2 separate regions of the Mus musculus genome follow, and region 1 is linked to region 2. A link is a contact called in public Hi-C data. All regions are on one chromosome and are shown on one strand. Each heading gives the region's core, a stretch centred on a gene start, on an enhancer-like site or on the middle of the called end of the contact. The rest is flanking DNA. Distances are from core to core; before and after follow the strand shown. Region 1 overlaps Stx12 (syntaxin 12). Region 2 overlaps Eya3 (EYA transcriptional coactivator and phosphatase 3).

Region 1 (7,203 bases), core at 2,676-5,175, 190 kb after region 2:
AACGTAGTTTAATTGGTAGGGAGCTTGCCTAGCATGCATGAAGCCCTGGGTTGAATCTCCAGCACTACATGAAAAAAACATGATGTATGCCTTTAAGTTCAAAAGTTATCTTTGGATATATAGCAAATTTAAAGCTAGTCTGGAATGCAGGAAATTCTGTCTCAAAAACAAGACTTATCCACCAATACAAAAATCCACCATTCTACAGCAAAGGCTTTTTAGAAAAACAATGCAGGTTCATTGTCAGTAACAGATGGACACTGACTAAGCACTTCTATATCAAGTACTCCATTAAATTGTATACACACTCTCTAACTTTCACAACAATGAAAGTTAGAAAATAGATACATGTATCTTATCTATGCACACATAAAAAGTAACACAGTAAAAACTCATCCCCAGGCATACAGACTCCAATGGAAAGTGTTCTTTTCCCACATGGCATCACAGCCAAACACACAGTTTTACTCAGCCCTTTCTTTTCCCTAGATATCTGGTAGCCTAGGAATGTTCATGTTCGAATCTCTGACATCTAATCTCCTTGCCTGAAGAGGTCTAGGCCGATCAATAGGGAACACGTTAGTACTGCTCTGCCTGGAACCTTCCTATCCCTGTTCTGGCACTAGTTTCTGCAACACAGAGACAGAGCCCTTGATTTCTTCTTGCCTGGCTTTCTATTTTTTTCCCCCAAGTTGTCAGAGAAGGAGGGGAAAGATACACTAAACTGGCAGATAGTTGTATATGTGTATGTATGCGTATGTATGCCTGTGAATTATCTGTCTGTCTCCTATAAATTGAACCCAAGACGTCACACAAGCAAACTCACGATACCTAAAGAACAGAACTCATTAATAGAATATTCTTAGTTTGTCTGCATGAAGTGGTGTTTACTACTAGTTTTGTTAGTTGTTTGTTTTGTTTTGTTTTCAAGGAAGGGTTTCTCTGTGTAGCCCTGGCTGTCCTAGAACTCACTCTGTAGACCAGGCTGATCTTAAACTCATAGATCCACCTGCTCCTTCCTCCCGAGTGCTGGGATTAAAGGCCTGCACCATCACTGCCAGGCTGGTGTTTACAGCTGATGGCGCAGCCTTTCCTTCCTTCTCCACTCTCACTTATCTTGTGGGGCAGGGTGAAAACAAAGGAAACCCATTTTTAAGTTGCAGCAGAATTTCAACAGATAACACTGCATAGACAAAGGTAGCTCCTCTGTGGCAAGCACCTTTCCTGTTCCCTCTGGATAATGTCAAAGTGTCGTTCCTGCCACCACACTACAGAAGAACAGGCTTAGTCAAGCAAGTGACAAGCCAGTGCTGTTGTCTAACTGTCACCATCATACAGGGAACACATATGCAGTGCTTCCAGAGCTAAGCAACAAGGATGTCCACTTACTACAAGTTTGGAGTTTAAAAATCTATCCTTCTGGTTCCAGTTGGACAGCTTAGCGGATAAAGACATCCGCTGTAAAGTCTGACACCTGAGTTTGAACCCAGAAACTCACATGAGAGAAAGACTTCCAACCTTAGTCACATGAAACCTTGTTTCAAAACGAGGGGCGGTGCAGACAGGAGCACTGAGCACTTACTATGCAGACACTGTGGTTACTGGCAGGCTTCTATTTGACCTTAAGCAGCGCTGTAAGGCTTCAGCATGCGCCTGCATCATGTGAGCAGAAGCAGCCCAAGAGTGACAGGCCTGACTTGTTCACTCAGAGAACAGTGCTTACTCCACATTGTCCTATACACTAGGTGGCACTTGCTTCCGGAAGCTTACGATCTGGAGGGTGGATAACAAAAACACAAGGTGATAACAATCCTACCAAAGGGAATAAACGGAAGTGGAGGTGAAGGAGTAGGCAGAGGGTACTCACTCACATGAGTGGCCACATAAGGAAACAATGGACAGACCTAAAGAAAATGCCAGGCAGGGCAAGGCACTTATAAAGAGGGGGTAGTCCGGGCAAAGAGAGTAATTAACTAGGGCAAAGTCCTCAAAAGGGGAGCCAATGGTGTGGTACTGCTAAAGCTGAGTGAGCAAGAGATAAGTACTGGCCAAAGAGGTAGTGGGAAGCCAGGTTATAGAGGACCTTGTGCAATTATAATGAGATTTTAATTAAATGGCAAGCTACTGTTGAGTTATGAACAGCATGCCATAACTAGAATTCAAACACAGGGCTGGTTCCGAAGACTATATGCTTTGAGTCACATAATGTTGCTCTCCAAGGGCTGAGTCTTAAAGGAAATAGAATGCAGTCACACAGGGCTGGTCTGATTCCCCAGGGTTCCACTTTGCCCCAACCTGTTTATCTGACAGTACCTTAACCTAACTGCAGATAGACTGATATCCTGGCTCTAACCTGCTCCCTTCCCGGTGCCCTCCCATTTCTGGGACTATGCCTCTGTCCTCACTGGAGTCCAGCACAGTGCCAGGTACTCAGAGCGTGCAAGGATATTGAGTAAGTCAGCCTCTCCCTTCAACTTCATGGCATGCATGGCAAGGCAAAAGATGTGAATCAAGGTAAACTAGGAATACGAGCCTTCACATCTCAGCCATACGCACCCATTACCAGGTGTACAGAATTGGGCGCGCTATTTTATTTTGCTGGGCCTTTTTCACTACTTGCAGATTATATCCTGATTTAACTAAATGTTTATTGAAGACTTACTACATGTGTGGAATTTTCAATTTTTCTCATCAAATCTTGTAGTTTGTTGAGGCAGGGTTCCACTTAGCCAAGGTTGGCCTCCCTACATAACTGAGGATGGCTTTGAATTTCTGATCTTCCTGCCTCCACTTCTGGAGTTCTTGGGTGATCTCGGGCAGGGGTTATCATGCTAGAGATAGGATGATTTTGTGGTGCTAGAGATAAAACCTAAAGATTTGTGTGTGTCACGCAAGTACTGTGCCAGCTGAGTTACATGCCCTACCCCCTCATTAGACACTGCTTCTACTGAGGACTAAATGATTTCCAAGTCCTCCCACACTGTTGACTCCCAAAGTCAGTCACAATGAAACACTCTAGTCCCGGAAGTATGCATAGTGGGTAATAATGTAGTTTTTCTGTAACCCAAATGAGTGCCTCAGAGATACTCTACCTGAGACTTTCTTTTTTGTTGTTGTTGTTTTTGTTGTTTTTTCGAGACAGGGTTTCTCTGTGTAGCCCTGGCTGTCCTGGAACTCACTTTGTAGACCAGGCTGGCCTCAAACTCAGAAATTCGCCTGCCTCTGCCTCCCAAGTGCTGGGATTAAAGGCCTGCGTCACCACTCCCGGCATGTATGGCTTTCTTAATCTTATAAATGCAATGTGTAAACTGGGCAGAGTGGCACATGCCTTCCTTAATCCCAACACTTGGGAGACAAAGGCAGGCTGATCTGTGTGCGTTCAAAGGCAGAACAGTCTACATAGTAAGTTCCAGGGCTACACAAGCAAGACTGTCTCAAAAGAACAAATAAATAAATAAATAAACCTAAACGAATAAAAAGACAGGCAGCCATGCACGCAGCGTACACTTGACTGCCAGCCAGCACTCAGGAGGATATGGGAAATCTGAACCTCAAGGCCAACCTAGACTACAGAATGAAACTGTTCTGAAAGTAAGCTGATGCCAGGCAGTGGTGGCACACACCTTGATCCCAGCACTCAAGAGGCACCGGCAGGTGGACTCTGAGTTTGAGGCCAGTCTGGTCTACAGAGTGAGTTCCAACTGTTTTGGGGGAGGAGCAAAAGGTAAACTGAGAATATCTAAAAGTGTACCAAGGTATGTAGCTAGCTGTTCATTACCATCAAAGCATTAAATACTCTAGGAAGCTCAATAATCAGCTCTCTTCTGGGTATTTGCAAGTGAGGGAGGACTTTTCCCTCATCTGTTTGGTTTCCTTTGTTGAAATCATGTGGACTTCCTAGCTAAGGAGTTTGGGGAAGTCAAGTTGGGAACTTTGGAGTCATTTGCTTACTAAGCACCAGAATGAATGAAGAGCCTTCTTGGCTCGCCCTTCCCACCCTTCCCTCCCTCCTTCTCTCTCTCTCTCTCTCTCTCTCTCTCTCTCCCCTTTGGACCACTTGTCCACATGCTCCTTGTATGGTTAACATTTACTGAGCTCAGTCAGGGTCTTAGCATCGATGAGCGGCTCAGGACGCAGTTTTCATGATGCCCACGTGACCCTAGTTGGTGCTGATGAGCAAGAAGAGATTTTGATTTGTTTGCTTTATTTGAAATCAAGTCTAGAATTCCTAGAGCCATGATGATTATGCTCATCCATCTTTTCCAAGGAATTCAATCTCTATGCCTGCATGTATATTTGCAAATTGGATCCCATGGGACCACAGTTATAGATGGTTGTGAGCCACCATGTGGATGCCGGGAATTGAACTCAGGACCTGTGGAAGAGCCACTGCTCTTAACCACTGAGCCATCGCCCCAGCCCCTCTTCTCTATAATACTGATCGCTAAGATATCTTCCTACAAGTTTCCATCCAGACTTTTCAGATGCCTTAAAATCCAAACCAAAAGGATGACAGGGTCTTTCATTTACTTGACACCGAGGCAGAGCTTCTTGCCGACTGCATTCTGTAAGCTCAGCATGAGGAACTGTGACTAATGCCTAGGGACCACTGGCCCACACAGCTTACACCCAAGAAAGGAAGCCTTCCCAAAACACAAAGCACAAAACAGGAACATTTACCCAGACATTTATTTTCACTTGAGTGTGCTTAAAATATCAAAATGATAATTTGGAAAATATTTTTATTAAAATGAGTTAAGTCTAAAAGGACCTTCTGTCCACTTGATTAACGTGAATACTCCTTTTATTTACTTATTTTTCTAATTTTATGTGTATGAATATTTTGCCTGCATGTATGTCTGTGCACCACTTGTGTACTTGGTGCCTGAGGAGATGAGAAGAACATCAATCCCTAGGAACTGGAGTCATGGGTCCTTGTGAGCCACCATCTGGGTTCTGGGAATTGAACCCAGATCCTCTTAACCCCTGAGCCAAGTCTATAAACCAGCACACTCCTCTTCCAAGAATTCTAGCAAATGAAAGTTTTATTTTGGGGTGAGGAGAATGTGTGGGAGTGTGTGGGTCAGTTGACAACCCTGGGTGTCATCCTTCAAGTGCCATACACTATGGTTTGCCTTTGATCTCCAAGGATTCAATTGTCTCAGTCTCCTGGTACTTTAAGTACCACATCCAGGTTCTGAAGATCAAATGCAGATCCTCAAATGAGCCACCTCCTCAGCCCCTTTTGACTGACATGTTACTGTTAGGGATCTGTCCCAGTGGTGGTGCTTGCCTACGATATAGGTAAAGTCCTGGGCTCAATCCCCAGCACATAAAGTGTAAGATGGACACTTACAATGCTCTGTACTATGACTGCATGTGCAGATCATCTGGGGAGCGAACCAAGGATCTCACACATGCTAAGCACGTGCTCTACCACTGAACTACATCCCTACCCTTGGTAAAATACTCTACGTATGGACTGAAGAGGTGGCTCAGTAGAGTATAGCATCTGCTGCTCTTCAGAGGACTCAAGTTCAATTCCCAGCACCTCCATGACAACACACAACTGTCTTTAACTCCAGTTCCAGGGGACCCAACACCCGACCTTCTTTGGTCTCTTCAGGTATGGTACATATACATACAGGTAAATGTCCATGCACATAAAATAAATTTTAAAATATCTTACATAAAGACAATTGAGTATCTCCTAATATTAGAAGACAACCCCTTCTGTTATGTGTAAGCAATTTTGTCAATTTTGTACCTATGCCTAGGTCTAGCATGGTGGCACAAGCCTGTCATCCCAGCACTTAGTACATAAAGGCAAGAAGGATCTGTTCTAGGCAATCTCAGATATCTACAGAGATTGGGAAAAACCAAACCAAACCAAACCAAACCAAAAGCGAACCCACTAGCCCTTAGCCTCTCCTATCACTGACCTCCTCCTTTAAAGGTGTGTCCTGGCTAAAGCTCTTTTTAAAAAGACCATGAAGTAAGTCGATTATTGTACACTATCACTAACATCAACACCAAGAATAATTCTAACTTCAACTTCTTACCTGCTTTTAATAGATATCAGCAAAATCTAAATCTCCCCCACAAACTACGGTCCAAACCTATTTAATCACATTGAAAGTAACTTTCCGTCACACAGATTGGACAATAATTCTCTTTGAGACAATCTAATGCTCTAATTCAATACACTCAAAACATGCTGTTCTTGCAAGGGACCTGGATTTGATTCCAAGCACACATGTCTGCTAACAACCACCTACTAACAACAGTCCATCTTCTGACCTATGAGGGTACCAGGCATGCATGCAGAACACATACATACACACAGGCAAACACTCATAAACAAACATATTTAATATAAAAAGCATTACTTGCACTAAAACATAAAACAAGGCCATGTGTGATAGCATGTGGTTTAATCCCAGCACTCAAGAGGCAGAGGCAGCCAAAACTCTATAGTTTTCAGCCAACCAAGAACACATAGTGAAAACCTCTCTCAAAAAAACCAAACCAACAAATAAATAAATAAATAAATAAATAAAAAGATAAGATAAAGGAAATCCACAGACCTAAAAAAACTATCTAGACCAAACAAGGTCTTTGCACTGATTTTGAAAATGAAGTCAATTCAATGTTCTATACACAAAATTAGGCTTAAACAATGATATTACATAGAAATTGTAAAAACTACCTACTATAGGCATCACAGATACACATATTTATTGAGACTGAGCTACATCCCCAGCCCCCATTATAAAGATAGAGTCTCTATAAATTGAACAAGTTATTTCCATTTCCTGATGGGCTAGACTCAAACTCCTGATCCTCTTGCCTCAGTCTCTTGAAGGCTGGGATTTAACTTTTGAAAATGGGTTTGTCAGGAGTGATATAGTACATATCTTCAGCACTTGAGAGTCAGAGACAAGAAGGTCAGGAGTTAAAGGTTACATGAGACCTTTTATTACACACACACACACACACACACACACACACCCCAAAAATTCAGTCACTAAACAGGATAGTAAATCTGTATACTAACAACCAAAGGCGTAATCTCCCACTTTGCACAAGAGTGACAGCACATGTGGCTGTTAAGAACACGGGTTCTGAATTGAGACTGTGTTCTTGTTTTTAAGACAGGTTCTCTCTCCATATGTAGCCCTGCATAGCCTGGAACTCTCTATG
Region 2 (7,016 bases), core at 3,299-5,798:
ATAAATAGATATAATTTTTAGAAAAAGCGATGGAGCTAACAGGATTGCTCAGTGGGTAAAGTTTCTTGTCTGTCATGGAAGCCATGCAATCTGAGTTCAGTCTCCAGTGGAAAGGAAGGAAGTGCCAGCTTCCTCCCACAGGTCATCCTCTTATCCCCATACTTACTACACCATGGCGCACGTGCAAACACACACAAATGAGCCTGTGGGGTCCATTCTTTTTCAAACCACCACACATACACATGCAATAGTACTAAAAAAAATTTAAAAAACAAAACAAGTTATGGGCACATTGCAATTATGGTATCAGGTGTCATTTTTTTAAAAAAAGATTTATTTATGTATATGAGTATACTGTAGCTATCATCAGACACACCAGAAGAGGTCATCAGATCCCATTACAGATGGTTGTGAGCTACCATGTGGTTGCTGGGAATTAACTCAGGACCTTTGGAAGAGCAGTCAGTGCTCTTAACCGCTAAGCCATCTCTCTAGCCCAGGTGTCATTTCTTTTAGATATTCTGTTAACAGATCAAGAAATATGTGTGTGTGCTGTCTTAGTCAGGGTTTCTATTCCTGCACAAACATCATGACCAAGAATCAAGTTGGGGAGGAAAGGGTTTATTCAGCTTACACTTCCATACTGTTGTTCATCACCAAGGAAGTCAGGACTGGAACTCAAGCAGGTCAGGAAACAGGAGCTGATGCAGAAGCCATGGAGGGATGTTCTTTACTGGCTTGCTCAGCCTGCTCTCTTATAGAACCAAGACTACCAGCCCAGAGATGGCACCACCCACAAAGGGACCTCCCCCCTTGACTACTAATTGGGAAAATGCCTTGCAGCTGGATCTTGTGGAGGCATTTCCCCAACTGAAGCTCCTTTCTCTGGGATAGCTCCAGCTTGTGTCAAGTTGACACAAAACTAGCCAGTCCATGTGCTCTAACCTGTGTTTAAGTACACGTATATATTTTAGGTTAAATACATGAATCTTTACTGGTTTCTCTATCTCTAATCCATTATCACATAGCTCTGTTCAGACTCTATCCACTGCTGATGTAAATCTCTACTCCAACATTTATTGTACATGTTTGTGCATGAAGCATGTATGAGCACGTGCCCCATCATGCATTTGGCAGTTGAAGGACAACTTTGGATGTGAGTTTTCTCCTACTATGTGGGTTCTGGGGTTGAAGTCAGGTCTTCCCGTTTGGTAGCGGGTAACTTTATCCACTGGATCACCTCACCAATCCTTGTTTAGGAGAAATTATTTTGATTTATTACTAAGCTTCTTGAGTGCAGGAGTCTTTTTCCCCTCCTATATTTTTAAGTACATTGATATAGGCCACGCCCATGTAATAGTACTTGCACTTAGTAAACAGTATGGGTTTGACGAATGAATGAATGAGCAAGTGACCCATCCCCCATCCTGGCAGCCTAGACATGCAGTTTCTCTAGGTCCCAAAGGCTAGGACTTGGTTGTGTTTTTGTTAAGTATTTTGGTTACATACTGAGAATATATAGCTCTCTTAAGAGTAGGTAACTGCGGGGGAGGCAGAGGCAGGCGGATTTCTGAGTTCGAGACAAGCCTGGTCTACAGAGTGAGTTCCAGGACAGCCAGGGCTATACAGAGAAGCCCTGTCTCAAGAAAAAAAAAAAAAGAAGAAGAAGAAGAAAAAAGAGTGGTAACCTGACTGTCAGCCTCTAACAGACAAAAAGACTTTGTTTCTCATGCCTAGTGTGTGCAAGACTGAATCTCACAAATAGTTATTAAGCCTCATCTTTCTTGTTTGGTTGGATGGTTTTGGTTTTTCAAGACAGGGTTTCTCTATGTAGCCCTGACTATCTTGCTCAGTAGACCAGACTGACTCCAGACTCAGAGATCAGCCAATCTCTTGAGTGCTGAGATTAGAAGAGTGTGCCATCACTTGCCTGGCTAAGCCTCATCAAATGTCAGGCACTTTGCTAGATGCTGGACATAATAAAATAGCAAGGTATGTCCTGGTAGAGCTTAGAGTCTGGTGGAAAACACAAACTGTGAGGGAGTAAGATCCTCTAAGTCCTCTGAAGAAAGGGTACATTATCATGAAGAACATTGTTGCGTTTATTACACCTGCACTTTAATTTATGTCTGTAGGATGATTAGCAATTTTTCATTTCTAACTTCTTAATCATAGTTCTTTATAGGGTAAAGCATATAGAGGTTTTATACATTTTCGTGGTAGTTATACGAACCTAAAATATACCACTTATTTTTTAGATTTAGGGTTATTAAATTTCTTTTATTGTTGGTTTTTGTTGGTTTGGGGAGTTTAGATCTCATGAAGCCCACACTGGTCTTGAATTCACTACGAATACGAAGCTGGCCTTGAACTAGTCCTCCTTTTCCACAGTCTCCGAGTACCATGCTTGGCTGATTTTTACATTTCTGAAACTACTTTGCCAGAGTACATCTCTCCCATGTGTATAGTGACCAGGTATAATTGAGTCTGCAAGTGTCTAGTGTTAATAATTAAGAGAATGCTGGGCAGGAGGAGAAAAGAAACTCAAGCCACAAGCGAAGGAAAGGGAAGTTGGTCTGGAAATGAGAAAGCTAGCTCTTCTCCCATTGGATGTCATTTTTGTTCAGTCTGTTCTGTTTCAGGCCTGCCTAGGAGAACACATTGCTTATATTCTGGAACTACCAGAAAGTCTTTTCCACAAAATGATTAAAACTGCTTAGGACTTATCTATCCTGTGTGCTGCTGTTTGATGCTTCCTCTTTGTAAAGTGAATGGATTAAGCTATAGCAGTGACTATTGATGGGAAGCAAATGCGTTTCATTTACTTGTGTTTAGGAAAGAAGCCAGTAAGAGCCCTGTCATAGCCCTGGGGCAGAACACTGTAGATTTCAGAGACTGAGGAAAGGACACCAGAGGAGGAGGTAGGAGATCCAGTTGACTTTTGACCACTGGGATTATCAACTGGACTGAACACTCTTCTCTGGCCCAAGCTCTTCAGCGGGCTGAGCTTGCGGCAGGAGCAGTGACTGTCCTTGTCTAGACGTGGTTTTCAGCACAGTGCCCTCCAGAACCTGGTTCTGGTCTGCCCTGCGTACTTCCTACTTCATTTTCCCTGAATTCTGTTCTTAGTGGAGGTTTTCTTGCTGGCTTTCCCCTGGAGAACTTTGTGCTGCTCAATTTGGTCCTTCTGGTGGGTGGCTGCAGCAGGAACCGTGTTTCCCTGCTTGTCGTGAGAGAGAAGAGTTCAGAACTGATGCCTGGCAACACTGACTACTACCCTGTCACCTGAGCAAAGCCATGTGCTATTTCCTAATCACTGAAGTTTGAGCTTAGAACCTGATAGATTCTGTTTTTACAAAAATATGTAAAATTTAAAGACATTCTAAGTAGTTATTTGATAGAATACATTTTTACCTGACCAGATGAGATTTTTTAATCTTCTGAGTCTTTGAGGGTTTATTGATAAAGTTTCTAAATAACAAATCATAGTGGTGTTAAAATTTTTTATTACATTTGTGTGTGTGTGTACGAACACCGCAATACACGTGTGAAGGTCAGAGGACAGCTCGAAGTCAGAGCTCTCCTTCCACTATGTGGACCCCAGGCCTCTCTGCCTCAGGTTCTCAGGTTAGCACCAGGCAGCATTACCTGCTAAGCCATCCTGCTGGTCCTCATAGTGCTTTCTGACCCACACTAATAACCCATTATTTGAATATAGCCGTTGTAAGCATTTTAGAGGTGGGGGAGTTAGCTTTATTTCTCAATGTAAGTATGTCCCTCAGCAGAGACATAATTCGGGGCAAATGGCCATAAACAATACCACAACATCGGACTCACCAGAGCTCTACAGACTGTCACGTCACGTGCAGGGGAGTCATTCTTCAGCTTCTAGAAAAGACTAGGATGATTTGACTTAGTGCTGACTTCACTGGTGTGGTGCGTCAGTGTGAGCTGTGATGCATCCGTCTAGGACTTCCCATAGACTCAAATTGAAGCAAATCCTCCAGGGTTTTGTTTGTAATCAAGCCCCACTGTGGTATTGCATGCAAAACAAGTGTTTGCTTTTTTAAAAAGTTGTTAATGGATTTTATGTATATGGTGTTTTGTTTCTTCTATGTCTGTGTATCATATGTATGCCTGGTACCACAGAGGCCAGAAGGAGGGCCTGGAGTTACATGCAGTTTTGAGTCATCATATGGGTGCTAGAACTTGAACCCAGGTTTTCTGGAAGAGCAGCCAGTACTCTTTAACAACTGAGCCATCTCTCCAGCTTCCAGCATTTGCCTCTTTACCCAGTATTCTTTGTCTCCTTGCCAATATGTTCAGTTAAAACGGGTTGTTTTCCATATCTTTAAGCCGTTTACATCTAATTACATTTAATATCTCTTAATCCTCTCAATCCTGTAGCTTCAAGCACAAATGCCAGCCTGATACCCACTTCATCTGCAATTGCCAATATTCCAGCAGCAGCTGTGGCCAGCATCTCAAACCAGGTACTGTGCCCCTTTGTTCATCTTCCTTGAGATGATTCACCCAACTTTCACTTCCTCTCTTCTTTCCATGGTCAGCTTGCCCATCAGGGGAACGACTAGGAATGGTGTAGACTCTTGAGCCCTGTTGCTGGATGCCCTCAGAACTCTGGCTGCTCTCCTGTTTCTCTGTTCCTTGCTAATCCTCCCAGGAGTATGGTTCTGTCTGAGGCATTATCTGTTAACCCCAGCCTTCCCCAATGCTCTCACTAGTGTGTGCACTCCAAAAAGGACCAGGATTTATTTTTCTATTTTTGATCAGTTTTATATTCCCAGAGCCTAACACCTCCCTGGCACTCACTCAGAAGGAACTCAGAACTATTGTGGCATGAGTAAATACTACCTCCACTCACCTGCTTACTATTGTTTGTAGTTTGGTTTGTTTTTCTTTCCATGTTTTTTGAAAGAGGATTTCTTTGTGTAGTCCTGGCAGTCCTGGAACTTGCTTTGTAGACCAGGCTGACTTTGAACTCAGAGAGGTTTTCATGCCTCTGTCTCCCAATTTCTAGGGTTAAAGGTGTACACCACTATCACCATGCCCGCTGTGATTTATTTGATCACTGTTATATGTGTGCTTAAAGATCACTATCAAGTCTTCAGTGTTTTAGAGTTTGTTTTGCTTTTAACACGCTCAGACTTTGTCTACAGCAACTTCTTTGACTGCTGTTGTCTCCATGGGCTGTGATTTCTGGCTACAGTTAATGTCCTCCTTGACTTCCTGTGCCTCACTGTCTCTCTGGTGCTGTGTTTATTCTTTAAGTCCACACGTACCTTGGGGCTCATAGGGGGCTGTTCTGTTTTGGGTGGGAGAGTTTTTTTTTTTTTTTTTTTTTGAAGCAGGACCTCACTCTGTACTCCTGGCTTCCTGGGATACGCCACAGACCAGGCTGCTCTCAACTTACATTCATCCTCCTGCCTGACTCCTGAGCTGAGTTCATGTGCGTTCACAGTGGCCCAGTGTTTCTCTTACGTTCCCAGCTGTATGCCGTGCAGCCCCATATAGGATCTCTCCTTTCACAGCCCTTGTTTTGATCTTCGAAGGATAGTGTCTTTAGTTTTTCACATTATAACTTACTCCTGAAGCAGGTGTCTTAGTCAGGGTTTCTATTCCTGCACAAACATCATGACCAAGATGCAAGTTGGGGAGGAAAGGGTTTATTCGGCTTACACTTCCATGCTGCTGTTTATCACCAAAGGAAGTCAGGACTGGAACTCAAACAGGTCAGGAAGCAGGAGCTGATACAGAGGCCATGGAGGGATGTTCTTTACTGGCTTGCTCAGCCTGCTCTCTTATAGAACCAAGACTACCAGCCCAGAGATGGTCCCACCCACAAGAGGCCTTTCCCCCTTGATCACTAATTGAGAAAATGCCTTACAGTTGGATCTCATGGAGGCATTTCCTCAACTGAAGCTCCTTTCTCTGTGATAACTCCAGCTGTGTCAAGTTGACACAAAACTAACCAGTACAGTTGACCCCTTGTCAACTTGACACACAAACACATCACTAGTAAGCCTCAACCCTTACATTCTTATTCATCCCCAAGATCTAAATAACTTTAAAAGTCCCACAGTCTTTACATATTCTTAAAATTTCAATTTCTTTAAAATATCCATCTCTTTTAAAATCCAAAGTCTTTTTACAATTAAAAGTCTCTTAACTGTGGGCTCCACTAAAACAGTTTCTTCCTTCAAGAGGGAAAATATCAGGGCACAGCCACAATCAAAAGCAAAAGTCAATCTCCAACCGTCCAATGTCTGGGATCCAACTTACGATCTTCTGGGCTCCTCCAAGGGCTTGGGTCACTTCTCCAGCCAGGCCCTTTGTAGCACACGCGTCATCCTCTAGGCTCCAGATGCCTGTACTCCACTGCTGCTGCTGCTCTTGGTGGTCATCTCATGGTACTGGCATCTCCAAAACACGGCATGACCCCTTCAGTCCTGGGCCATCAATTGCAAATGAGGCTGGACTTTCACCAATGGCCTTCCATGGCCTCTCACAGTGCCAAGCCTCAGCTGCTCTGCTCAACTCCTTCATGCCTTCAAAACCAGTACCACCTGGGTGACCCTTACACATTACCAAGTCCAGCCACAGCACAAGGTACAACTTTGGCTATATCTGGAACACAGCCACTGTGCTCTCAGAAAACACTTCCCAGAAGATGTCACCTCAATGATGCTGGTCTCTTCTTAATCACTGCTAATTTCTTAGCTCCAGCTAACCAGCATCAATAGTCCCAGTAATGCAAAGTTTTTGCTTTAGTAGTTCTGGTATCTTGTTAATCACAGCTGATTCTTCAGCCCCAGCTAACCAGAACTACAGAATCTTCACAATCAAAACAGCAATGACCCTGAAAAGAGTCTTTAATTTTCCCTCTGAAATTTCACAAACCAGGCCTCCATCTTCTGCACTGTTCTCAACATTATCTTCCAAGCTCCTACACAACATCCCACAGAGCTCTTTACAACAAATGGATCTTCAAGACCAAA

What was found. Hi-C and Micro-C count contacts between places; a contact is called where the count stands out from the background.
Region 1: a contact with region 2 is called in a Hi-C map of bone marrow-derived macrophages, with 26 read pairs. The contact joins two enhancer-like sites. A contact is called at or near these places in 1 of 484 Hi-C or Micro-C datasets (bone marrow-derived macrophages), 1 of 115 datasets of contacts at active chromatin or transcription factors (large pre-B cells) and 5 of 9 other capture datasets (adipose tissue, embryonic stem cells, liver and 2 more).

The regions. Positions count from the first base shown.
Region 1 is chr4:132,872,541-132,879,743 of GRCm38.p6, forward strand. The region is part of intron 1 of Stx12 (syntaxin 12); the gene reads right to left. Among named protein-coding and RNA genes, the nearest start is that of Stx12, 8.3 kb to the right of the region's middle. Within about 2 kb of position 3,926, at least 6 of the 459 cell types and tissues checked have an H3K27ac peak or open chromatin away from gene starts, as enhancers often do. A contact at or near this core is called in bone marrow-derived macrophages, where this site is marked.
Region 2 is chr4:132,685,298-132,692,313 of GRCm38.p6, forward strand. Eya3 (EYA transcriptional coactivator and phosphatase 3) reads left to right here. Exons shown (of 17, transcript NM_210071.2): 7 at 4,408-4,493. Among named protein-coding and RNA genes, the nearest start is that of Xkr8, 44 kb to the right of the region's middle. Within about 2 kb of position 4,549, at least 3 of the 459 cell types and tissues checked have an H3K27ac peak or open chromatin away from gene starts, as enhancers often do. A contact at or near this core is called in bone marrow-derived macrophages, where this site is marked.